Regions from separate parts of the Mus musculus genome. Here regions 1 and 3 are each linked to region 2. Evidence: chromatin contacts called from public Hi-C data. All regions are on one chromosome and are shown on one strand. The core of a region is the stretch at or near the end of the contact, and the rest is flanking DNA. Distances in the headings are between cores, read along the strand shown.

Region 1 (3,786 bases), core at 758-3,257, 200 kb before region 2:
TCACTTTAGAAATGCTTGTATTGAAAAGTGTTTGGGGGAGGAGGATGGACTTTGAGTTTGCATTCATGCAGAAAGGCTGAGGAAGCCAGGCCCCTGAGCCTGCCCTGTCTAAGGAGTGCAGTAGCTCCTACTCTTTTTGTTTTCCTGCTTTGTTTTCTGAGGCAGTCTTGCCATGTAGCTAGTATAAACTGGCCAGGAACTTGCTTCAGAGATTAGAGGCATTTCTACAATGTCTGGCTTTCTAGATCCGATTTTCGATAGTTATTTAGGGGTCTTTCAGATGAAGTAATGATCATTCTCTCTAAACTATTAGGTAATAACAAGAGGGCTAAGCATTGAAAGCATACGTTGTTTACAAAATTGGGCAAAACAAGAAAATTCTATAAATATTCTTGTCAATTGAATTCTTAATGTGCCTCATGGACAGATTGGCAAAGTATTTGGAAAAACAGTCATAATTAAGGAGTTTTGAATGCAAAAGGTCTCTTGAATAATCTTAGTTATGGCATGTGCATGAAGCATGCTAAAATATAATCTCAGGTAAAAGACAAATGGCCAGTTTCTAAAACTTACGAATAGGTTTTCTCTCAACATAGCAAAAATATTTTTCTAGACCCTCAAGCCATACTTGGCTCTTCTTCCTGTATAAAGATGTAAAATAGCTTTTGATAAAATAATAACTCAGTTTTTTCATAACTGCCTTTGAATAGTATTTTTAATGCACCAAATTAGAATTCTGACTGTTCCCCAAAATATCTTTGGAGATCAGAATAGGTCTTTGAGACAATTCCTGTGTCACCACAGAGCTCTTGCCAAGCTCATGTGCCCTCTGTACCAGTGAGGCTGAGAGTAGGTGCAGGCTGCAGCTGGACCCCACTCCTTTGTTTGCTTTTACTTCTCTGCATTTGTTTCATTTTCTTAATTATAACTATTTCTTGTTTAAAAATTTAATTGATACAATATGTAATAATGGTATATATACACTGTATATACATATATATGAATATATATATATGATACATTCTATGGATTTAAACAAATAATGATTAAAGACGAGATGGCTCAGCTTGTAAAGGTGCCTGCTGCCAAGCCTGACCACTTGACTTCCATTCCTGGAATCCACATTGTGAAGGAAATAATATATTGTGGCAAGTTGTCTTTTGACCTCCACATAAATGCTGTGCCATATGTGTACACACATGCGCACAAAAAATTGAAATCCCCCCAACAATCAAATGTGTACCAATCAAAGCAATGCATTCTGTCACTGTGAATATAGATCATGGCTTTGTGTTGGGGACACATCTCTTTTGAGGTATCAGGAAGTTATTCTAACTAGTCAGTTGCCCTATTGAACTGTAGAACACTAGAATGCCTATATAATGCTAAGTTTGACCCATTAGCCAGGTTACCTTTATCTTCTCACCCTTCTATAACCACCATCCTGCTCTCAATTCTATGAGTTAACTCTTCTTCAACTCAAGAATTAACTTGTCAGTGGTGATGTGCATATCTCACACATGTATCATGCAAATATCCCATCTGTTATGTGTGTTTCATACATGCTTCATACAGTCTCCCATCTTTTTTGCAGCAAATGACAAGATTTCTTTCTTTTTGTGATTTTTGTGATGGTGAGAAAGTCTCACATGTTGTGCTGGGATCTAGCTGTGATGGGTGACTTGGCCCAATCCTGTCCCACTTCATATAAGTGCCGCTGTGACATGCTGCTCTGAGGGTGACATGGCCCTTGGAAGGGACCAGAAGATGGCAGTTTCCCATGCCCCATGTCCAGTGACAAGTTTTTCAAGGGAGATGGGGTTTGGTACTTTGTACTTATTCCTCCCTATCTGACATTTACCATCTCCAAGCTTTTCCTAATAAGCATTTGTCAGAAATGAGGAAGTGGTTTGTGGATTTTCCTGTGAAAGGCCTTTGTGTATCCTGCATGTCCCTCCAGGCTAACTCTACTGAATTTGTTTCCTTCCCTGTCTTCCAGCCAGCTTGCCCATCAGCTCTTTTACTTCTCCTTTTCACTTGAGAAACAGGCAGGGGAAGTAAGGCAAAGGCAATGAGTCTGTTTTCCTGTTGTTTCATGGTGAAGTTTAAATAGTTCCTGTGGCAAATTCTTTGTACACATGTGCACATGCATTTACATATAAACATGCATTTACCAGGCAAGGTTTATGCAGTACCTCAGGTGGCCCTCAGACACACTGTCTTTCACATACAGTAGCTAGAGCAGCAAGGATTGTCCTTGGATCTGATCTTCTCTGTAATTGCAAAGTACTAAATTTCAAATGGTTTTATGTTCTGAGCACAGCTACATAGACTAGCTCATTTGAAGAGAAAAATTGCATTTGTGGCTTAGTATGGGGTGTTTTTACAAAGAAAATGGAAACTCTCTCTCCAACTGTGAACTGACCTGTAAGGAAAACCTTTTCTTCAGAAGCGATCATGTTCCTATGAGGATGTGTATGGCATCATGGTGAAGATCTTGTTGGATTATTCTCCAGTCCTTGCAGAGCCAGATGCCACAGAGATTAATATGTCCCAACAGCATTTTCAAGCTTGATGTGCATTTACCTCACAAAATTATTCTTATAGATAAAAGTAAGGATGCATTTTGGTGAGTCCCTTTATTAATATGTAATTAAAGGAACGCTAATAACTTTAGGATTATAAAGATACATTCATGTAATTAAAGGAGGCTTCTCCTCTAGAGCCTGGAAGTGAGGACCAGGAAAGCACTGACTTAGGAGGACATGGTCTAGAACAGCAGACGCTCAGACTGTGGTGACCAGAGAAAGTTCTGTCTTCTGTTGATACTGGCACACTGATTTGAAAGATATTGCTGGCTATAGCTCTCCATACCCAAATACTTCTGGGAGAGAGCTGGTCTCTCCAGAGTGCTGACATGTCTGTGAACATAGGTAAGACCACCACTTTTGCTCAAATACCTGGCCCAAGAGTGACCCACCCAGAGCCATCAAGGCACAGGAACCAAGAAACAACCAGGGATATGATCCTTACAGTTTCCATCTACACCACTGATCTGACCCCGTGCTACAGATCTCTATACCAAAATTCTTCCCTCCTGGAGAGAAATGGTCTCCCAGGAGTGCTGACACACAGGCTTACAGGAGGGACAAGCCACAGTCAGAGACAGCAAGATCGGCCAACATAACAGATAAGCATATGGTGAGAGGCAAGGGCAAAAACATAAGCAATAGAAACCAAGGCTACTTGGCATCATCAGAACACAGTTCTCCCATCACAGCGAGTCCTAGATACCCGAACCCACCAGAAAATCAAGACTGATTTAAAATCACATTCTCATGATGATGACAGAATACTTTTAGAAGGACATGAATAACTCCCTTACAGAAATACAGGAGCTTCACGTGGTCTGTGAATTGTATTTTGGGTATTCCCAGCTTCTAGACTAATATCTACTTAACAGTGATGCATACCATGTGTCTTCTTTTTTATTGAGTTACCTCACTCAGAATAATAATTTCTAGTTCCATCCATTTGCCTAAGAATTTCATGAATTCATTGTTTTTAATAGCCGAGCCGTACTCCATTGTGTAAATGTACTACATTTTCTGTATCCATTCCTCTGTTGAGGGGTATCTTGGTTCTTTCCAGCATTTGGCTATTATAAATAAGGCTGCTATGAACAAGTGGAGCTAGCTGATGCTCAAGAGGAAGGAAGACCAAAGTGTGGATATTTTGGTACTTCTTAGAAGGGGGGAATCAAAATACTCATGGGAGGAGATACAG
Region 2 (3,747 bases), core at 36-2,535:
TAGACCTCCAGTGCAACAGGAAGAAGAAGAAGAAGAAGAAGAAGAAGAAGAAGAAGAAGAAGAAGAAGAAGAAGAAGAAGAAGAAGAAGAAGAAGAAGAAGAAGAAGAAGAAGAAGAAGAAGAAGAAGAAGAAAAGTATACTTCCAATCTTCTGGTTCACACATACTTTGTGACCTTGAGTAATGTTGTTTTGCTGTGTTGTTTTGTTTGTTTTACATTAGCTTTCTCTACCCAAAGTGAGAATGCAAATCCTCTCTATGGAATAAACAGGATGTGTCCTCAATATCTGTACTCAGCACTCTGCCTATGATCATAATTCAAGCACACAGTAGTCTAGCAGTCTGTGGTGCCATCAATTCATGTTAGACAGTCAAGAAAAGAAAAAAGCTTGCAGTGTGCAGTGGAAATCTGACTAGCAGAGTGATCTTCTGGAACGTTGCTTACAGGATCCTGTTTGTATTTCCTTGAACGTCTGTAATTGCTTTCCTGAGTGTTTATCCAGTTAAGATTAGTAGGGTAGGACTTATTGTCCTACAGAACTGACAGGACGCTGCTTAATCCTGCTTTTGCTAGGAAGTCGGGACAGCATGGATGGTTTACTCTTGGATGGGAAGGATGAGTCCAGAAGTAAAGCATCAATCTGCTGGCTGTTCTGTCAGTAAGCACACATACACATACATACACATACACGTACACGCACATGCACACGCATATGTATACACACACACACACAAACACACATACACAAACACACAAATACACATACATACACATACACGTACACGCACATGCACACGAATATACATACACACGCACACACACAAACACACATACACAAACACACAAATACACATACATACACATACACGTACACACACATGCACACGAATATACATACACACGCACACACACAAACACACACACACACATACACAAACACACACATACACATACATACACATGCACACATACACACACACACACACACACACACACACAGAAAACTATAATGAATGCCTTCATATTAACATCTCTTGGATTTATTGACATTTCTCTGGCTTTCTAACATATGAATTAGGAGCCCAACAGAGGAGTAAAATATATAACCTCACCTCTGCCATTGCCAGATTTTAATAAAACTCTAGTCAGTGTTATGACTTATTTAAGAAAAGCTTATTTGCATAGTCATGGTGACATCATTCTGCTATTCTAGCTTTTAGAAATATTAGTCAGTATTGGCCACATTTCCAGAGAGCAAAGCTCTTGTCCACAATGCCTCTACCTCACATGCACACTTCCTTTTCAGCCCTTCCCCTCCTGGCATTCAAGGGCACAGAAGTGTTTACTCAAGAGCTTATGTGCTAGAAAATATGAGGTCACAGGTAGAACTCAGAATGGACATAATACATCCTCAAAAATAACAAAATGTAAGGAAAACTGAGTGACACTGTAATGGTCTGAAAATTGCTGAGGTAAGACCCCAGACTCAGATGGTATGCAAAGACAAAGAGTGGTTATTCTGCAAAAACAACCAGCATGCAGGGGTGAACAATTATTTGAAATGGCCTTCATGCAGGGAACTCTATTGAAGGATTATGTAATGTAAACTTTTATTGGTGGGTGCTAGGGGGTCACAGGTGGTCAGTGGTCTGCATTCCTATGTCATGAATGTTTTAACCATAGGTTGAGATAGGGCTTCCCAGTACAGATGACCCATCTTGAGATAAGATACTTCCCCATTTTTGTGGTTATCCCCAGGATGTTCTTTGCAAGAGGGTTTTATGATCTTGTTCAGGATTTTATGGTCTGTCCCTGCAGCTGATGTCGTATGGCCTAATCTCTGGGACTTATGGTCTGTTCCTGGAACTGGTGCTTTACAGCCCCATTTTTCCCCCTCAAAACAGGCCTGGTCCTTAAATGGAGACAAATGGGTTTATGTTGTCCTTTCAACACATGACAAAGTACAAGACAATCCAGGGTATGATAGAGAAGCTAGTGGTCAGCTTCTTATAGTCTTCTATAAGAAAGCACCTTTAAGCTGGGACTAGAAATATGTAGAGCTAATTTTGCTTTATCCATTATTTGGGAATTAGTTAATGAAAAAAGTTAATGAAATGGATGTGATATATCTAGCACAGTGCCTAGCACAGAAGGTGTAGTGACTGAAGTTGTTAGCCTGTGAGACTGTGGCTTACAGGCTGTAGGTACTGCCTCTGGCTCTGCCTTGGTGAGGTGTAGGTTCAGCTGAGGTTAGCTGAGGACCACCGTGGCTCTGCCTTTGTGGCTGGCTCTTACTGAGTGTTCTCTGTGCATGGATTTCTGCTTCATTCAGTATTTCTTGCAGAGATGCATACCTTGTCCCTCTCCTTTCTTGTGTTCTAGTCCCCCTTTGTTTGGCTCTGGTTCTCTGCTTCCACTGGGAGTGTATACATTCATCTGGAATTCCAACCCAACAGGCTTTCTCTTGTACATGACATTCCTGTCTCTCCAGCGATGGGTCAGACTCTGCTTTGTTCCATCCTTGGGCATCTTAACTAGTCAGGCCTTGTTCACACAGTCCCCAGCTAGGATCGAAATGAGTTTAACTTCTCCTAAGGCTTTGCAGTTCCTACTTCTTTATTTTCTCCTCCTATCTCAAACTCTAGTTTTATTTGCTTGCTTGTTTTTGTTTTTTTGAGATAAAAATCATGCTATGAAATCTAGAATGGACTAGAATACACTGTGTAGCCTAACTAGCCTCTCATGTACATTCCTCCTTCCTCAGAACACCAGTCATGAGTGCTGGGATGGAAGGCATACATCACAACACTCATCTTTGTGATTCCTGCTTGCGTGCTCACTTGCAGAGTGATGGAGTTAACACCAGATGATTTCTCAAACTATACTCCAGCTCTGCCAATTTAGCCCTGTCACCAGGCCCCTTATCTCTGGTGACTGCCTTGTGGGTAGTAGATGAGATTTCAGTCCCTTGCTCCCTGGTGAAGCATGTGTCTCGCCACTGGTCAGTGGAGCTTGGGTAGCAGGAAGTGGGGAAGCTGCACTTGTCATTCTAGCATAGCCAATTCCTCCTGGAGTGTGAAGCAGGCTGTAGTGCACTATAACAAAACAGCAGCAGAGCAGAGGAGGATTGAGACTGTAGCCTCTTGGGCCCTCCCTGAATCCTTTGCCTGGGAAATGTATAAGAAGTGAAGTCTTACCTCTCCAGGGTTCTTTGGTGTGGGCGAGGAGAGGGGGTCCACCACAGGTAATAGGGATCTTCCTCTCTGCTCTGTAGTTTGGTTTTAATTAATTAATTAACTAATTAATTAATTTATTTATTTATTTATTTATTTATTTTTCGAGACAGGGTTTCTCTGTATAGCCCTGGCTGGCCTGGAACTCACGTTGTAGACCAGGCTGGCCTTGAACTCAGAAATCCTCCTGCCTCTGCCTCCCAAATGCTGGGATTAAAGGCGTGTGCCACCATGCCTGGCACATTTTTTTTTGTTGTTTTGTTTTTAATTTTTTTATTTTGCCCTGTAGTTTCTAAGGTTTGGGGCATCCAAGCTGCTGAGAGCACTGAGGGGAAAGATGATATATTACTTATCTTGTTGCTGTGACAAAATTCCTAACAGGGAGCAAGTGAAGGGAGAAAAGGGCTTTGTCTGTGTTAGGGTGACTGGATATGATAAAAACACCATGATGAAAGCAGTCTGGGAGGAAAGGATTTATTTGGCTTACACTTCCACATTGCTTTTGGTCATCAAA
Region 3 (3,632 bases), core at 682-3,181, 170 kb before region 2:
AAGGTTGACGTTTCATGTAAAACCACACTCTAAGGAAATGGAGCCCAGTTAGGAGGTCACCCAACTAAGTGGGAATGAAATACTTGTCTTCTCCTACCAGTTCCAGTCGTTGGTCAGATTGGCACTGGTCAGCTGACATCTGAGATGAACAGGGGAAACAAGGGGTGGATGTCCAAGGGAACAAGCCCAGACCAGAATGCTGTGTCCTGTCCTGTCACTAGCAGAGTGTAAATTTCCCTCCCAGAATCTTATAGGGAATACTTAATACCTGCTGGGAAAGAAACAGTCACTTAATTCTATTCTATTCTTTCCTCTTCCTTTCTTCATTTATTTTCCAAGAAATATCAATAAATAAATGAAGGAAGAAGGCAGAATGGGATGAGAGCATGTCCTCTCTGTGTGGCCTTTGGAAAACATATCTGAGCATCAGACTTCCAAGTGTTATCTGGCCTTTTAAGAGCATCTTTGCTTTTGAGTAGACATCAGATCCTGAGGCTCCTGATGAACCACCTTTGCTTGTGCTGGCCTTTGACTGAATGCCAAATGCTGACCAGGAAAAATCCCTGAGGAGTTCAGGCCCCAGAAGAAGGACTGGGAATTAGCTTTCTTTTCCAATTCCTTCTTCACTTGACCCTCCTTTTAAAGCAAGATTTGTCCTTTTGTTCTCTATTCTGCTGTTTAAAACAGAAAGCATGAATCACAATTCCTAATTTTATGTTTTCTAAGAAAAAGATGACCTCAGTATGTAGGAGGCATGGAGGTCCTTGTGCTCATATCTAGGAAAACCAGGATGTTAAACACACAGTGTTATCTCTTCAAAGGTAGAGATGTATAACCTGTTTTTCAGAGATGTATAACCTGTATTCCACCCAAAAATCTAGAAGCAAACATGGTTGACAGCCCAGTAAACTTTGTGCTGTCTGTGTTGCTGAGACAATGCTGGTCTTCTTCCACACCCATATTATGAGCTTGCCAATTTACAGAACCTATCTCTATGGAAGATGTCACATGTACTTTACAAAGAATTTCAATGTAGTCACGTCTTAAGATTTATTTGGCACATGGGATTGAGTTAATTATCATCAAGAAAATGTTCACCAAATCGTACTGTGCTTGAATATACCTAAAATAAACTACTCGGGATCAGACTCCTGAAATTAGAACCAACACTGGCTACTTAGTCATGTTAAATCAAGCTCTTCTCTTGTCTTCCTCAGACTGTTACTCTGGCCATGGTGGTAACAAACACCCCCTCCTCAGCCGTCTTCAGTGTACCTTCCTAGCCTCAGGCTCTAGCATGTTACCTCACGAGTCACACAAGTGGCAGTGGGTCAGTGAATGTGGGCACCATCTGGTTTTGCTTTTGAGTATTAAAGTTTGGTGTCTCCTTTCTTTCCAAGTTTTTTTTTTTATTATTATTATTTGTATTTTCAATATGATATTTTTATTGATTCCTTGGGAATTTCACATTATACATTCCAATCACACTCCTTTTCCTGTCCTCTGTCCTCCTGACTAACCCTTGTGACTCCCCCACCCTGAAACAAAACAACAACAACAAAAACATAAGTCCAATTTGTGTTATCTACAAATTCACTAGACCATGGTCAAATATTTCAGTGACCTGTCCTTTAAATAGAACTGGGTCCTTCCCTCCCCACACCATTTCCAGAAGCCATCAGAAGTGGAGAGAGAGCTACACTTCAGCATCCTTATCACACTTTTTAAGGGTTCTCTTCAATGGCTTCCTGTTTAGGCTGTTATTTCTTTTTTTTATGAATTTCATTTATTTATTTTTTATTAGATATTTCCTTTATTTACATTTTAAATGTTGTGCTGTGTTCAAAACCAATGTAGACCAGGACTGACCAGAAGGAACCTAAGCCGCTAGTTGGGCAGGTTTCCTGTGTCCCTGCTCCTGCTGGCACAGGGCCCTCACTGTAGTTTTGGAACAGATGCTATGTTCCACTCAAGATCCTGGGCATGCTAGGGAGCCTATGGCGTGGAGAGTCCTCTGGGGACTGTGAGTTCGTGCCTAAGGTGGCCAGGGGGCTGGAAGGAACCCGAGCCACTGGTTGGACAGGTTCCCTGCTCCTGCTGGCACAGGTCCCTCATGGTTCTGTTGGAACAAATGTTTTGTTCAACTCACCAGTGATCCTAAGGTCCTGGGCTTGCTAGAGGACCTGCAGTATGGAAAGTCCTCTGGGAACCCTGAGTTCGTGCCTAAAGTGGCTTTTTTTTTTTTAATGGAGAAGACATTGGAGAATAAATTCTAAAATAATCTTTTTGACCCTTTTCAAGTTACTCAAGTCCTACCAATTTTTTTCAAATCTAACTAAAGTCTAACTTTTTGACCTTTTCTGTGGCTATTTCCTTTAATTTCCTTATATTTAATTGCTTATTGAAGAATGGCTATCTCAGGCATTGGGTTTGCATATGGGTGCTATTAGAATGTGTTTGTTTAGCTTGAATTTACTGTATAGAAAAAGCAACTTATTTACCATTGGGTAGATCTTTGTAACAACAAGATCTTTGTCTAACAACCTACCACCCCATTAGTGTTTTAAGAACAATGACTTTCACACTTTTATTGATCATATACTTATCAGGAAATGCTTTTTTATGTCAGATTTTATACTCACATTCATGGCCACACATACTTAAAAGGCCAAGATTTTCAAGACACTTATTAAGATAATCTCTACTGACATTTTTCATCCTATCTTTCAGTTGTAGCAGACTTTTGTTTTAAAAAAAATTCATGGTACACTAATGGATTATAACTCACAATTTGAGCAAAGTTATTGATAAATGTTATAACTGTTATACAAGTTAGTGACACAGTGCTCAGTGGCCAGTAGCTTAGCTAAAACACAGAACTTAGACTGGGCTCCACAACTCTACATTTGATTGGTTGTGGTTTTTTTGTGGTTTTCTATGTCTGCTGCAAAGAGAAGTTTCCCTGATAAGGGGAGAGGACTCCGCTTATCTGTAGGTATAAGGATAAATGTTGAGAGTGTAGTTAGAGATGATGCTAGTTAGTAAAGGGGCAGCTATAGGTTCTCCTTTAAGGTCCATGACCTTCCTATCTCTGAGGAGATGGCTAGTTTTCCCAGTTCCAGTGACATGAGTTCTGTCTAGTTGAAAGGGTCTTGAGTCTAATTAGGGATCTGTTGGTTATTACCAAGGTATGTGTGCCACTAGTATATCCTTAAGACAATAATAGTAGACATGCTAAAATGGAGTGGGGAAAACCTAGTAGGCCTTAACCCTAAACAAAAATTTCAGACAACTGAGGAATGCCAAGAATAGTAGAAATAGTCTTCCCCCGAGAAGAGCACATCAATTAGCTCTCCAATTCCAGCCCTGAAAGCAGACACACGAGTAACATCATTGAGACTGAAGAGTCATACGTACTGGTAACGTCATAGAGACTGAGTAGGTTATGTTTAGGAATATATGCATGTAACAACAATTAATGAAAAGAGGGACATAAATTTCAAAGGGAGCAAAGGGGGTATATAGGAATGTTTGAAGGGAGGAAAGAGAAGGGAGAAATGATGTAATATATGATAATATCAAAAATAAAAGAAATTATTGAAAAAACATCCCAGAATTGCTGACTGCTGGAT

Evidence for each region. Hi-C and Micro-C count contacts between places; a contact is called where the count stands out from the background.
Region 1: a Hi-C map of bone marrow-derived macrophages shows a contact between it and region 2, with 2.2 times the contacts expected there. The contact joins two enhancer-like sites. A contact is called at or near these places in 5 of 39 promoter capture datasets (cranial neural crest, frontonasal cranial neural crest, hematopoietic stem and progenitor cells and 2 more), 1 of 484 Hi-C or Micro-C datasets (bone marrow-derived macrophages) and 2 of 9 other capture datasets (adipose tissue and liver).
Region 3: a contact with region 2 is called in a Hi-C map of the G1E-ER4 cell line, with 3 times the contacts expected there. The contact joins two enhancer-like sites. A contact is called at or near these places in 3 of 484 Hi-C or Micro-C datasets (the G1E-ER4 cell line, pre-hematopoietic stem cells and pre-megakaryocyte-erythroid progenitors), 1 of 115 datasets of contacts at active chromatin or transcription factors (bone marrow-derived macrophages) and 2 of 9 other capture datasets (adipose tissue and liver).

The regions. Positions count from the first base shown.
Region 1 is chr13:76,394,099-76,397,884 of GRCm38.p6, forward strand. The region is part of intron 1 of Mctp1 (multiple C2 domains, transmembrane 1); the gene reads left to right. Among named protein-coding and RNA genes, the nearest start is that of Mctp1, 12 kb to the left of the region's middle. Within about 2 kb of position 2,008, at least 19 of the 459 cell types and tissues checked have an H3K27ac peak or open chromatin away from gene starts, as enhancers often do. A contact at or near this core is called in bone marrow-derived macrophages, where this site is marked.
Region 2 is chr13:76,590,141-76,593,887 of GRCm38.p6, forward strand. All of the region lies in intron 1 of Mctp1 (multiple C2 domains, transmembrane 1), which reads left to right. Among named protein-coding and RNA genes, the nearest start is that of Gm24519, 12 kb to the right of the region's middle. Within about 2 kb of position 1,286, at least 34 of the 459 cell types and tissues checked have an H3K27ac peak or open chromatin away from gene starts, as enhancers often do. A contact at or near this core is called in the G1E-ER4 cell line and bone marrow-derived macrophages, where this site is marked.
Region 3 is chr13:76,418,325-76,421,956 of GRCm38.p6, forward strand. All of the region lies in intron 1 of Mctp1 (multiple C2 domains, transmembrane 1), which reads left to right. Among named protein-coding and RNA genes, the nearest start is that of Mctp1, 36 kb to the left of the region's middle. Within about 2 kb of position 1,932, at least 6 of the 459 cell types and tissues checked have an H3K27ac peak or open chromatin away from gene starts, as enhancers often do. A contact at or near this core is called in the G1E-ER4 cell line, where this site is marked.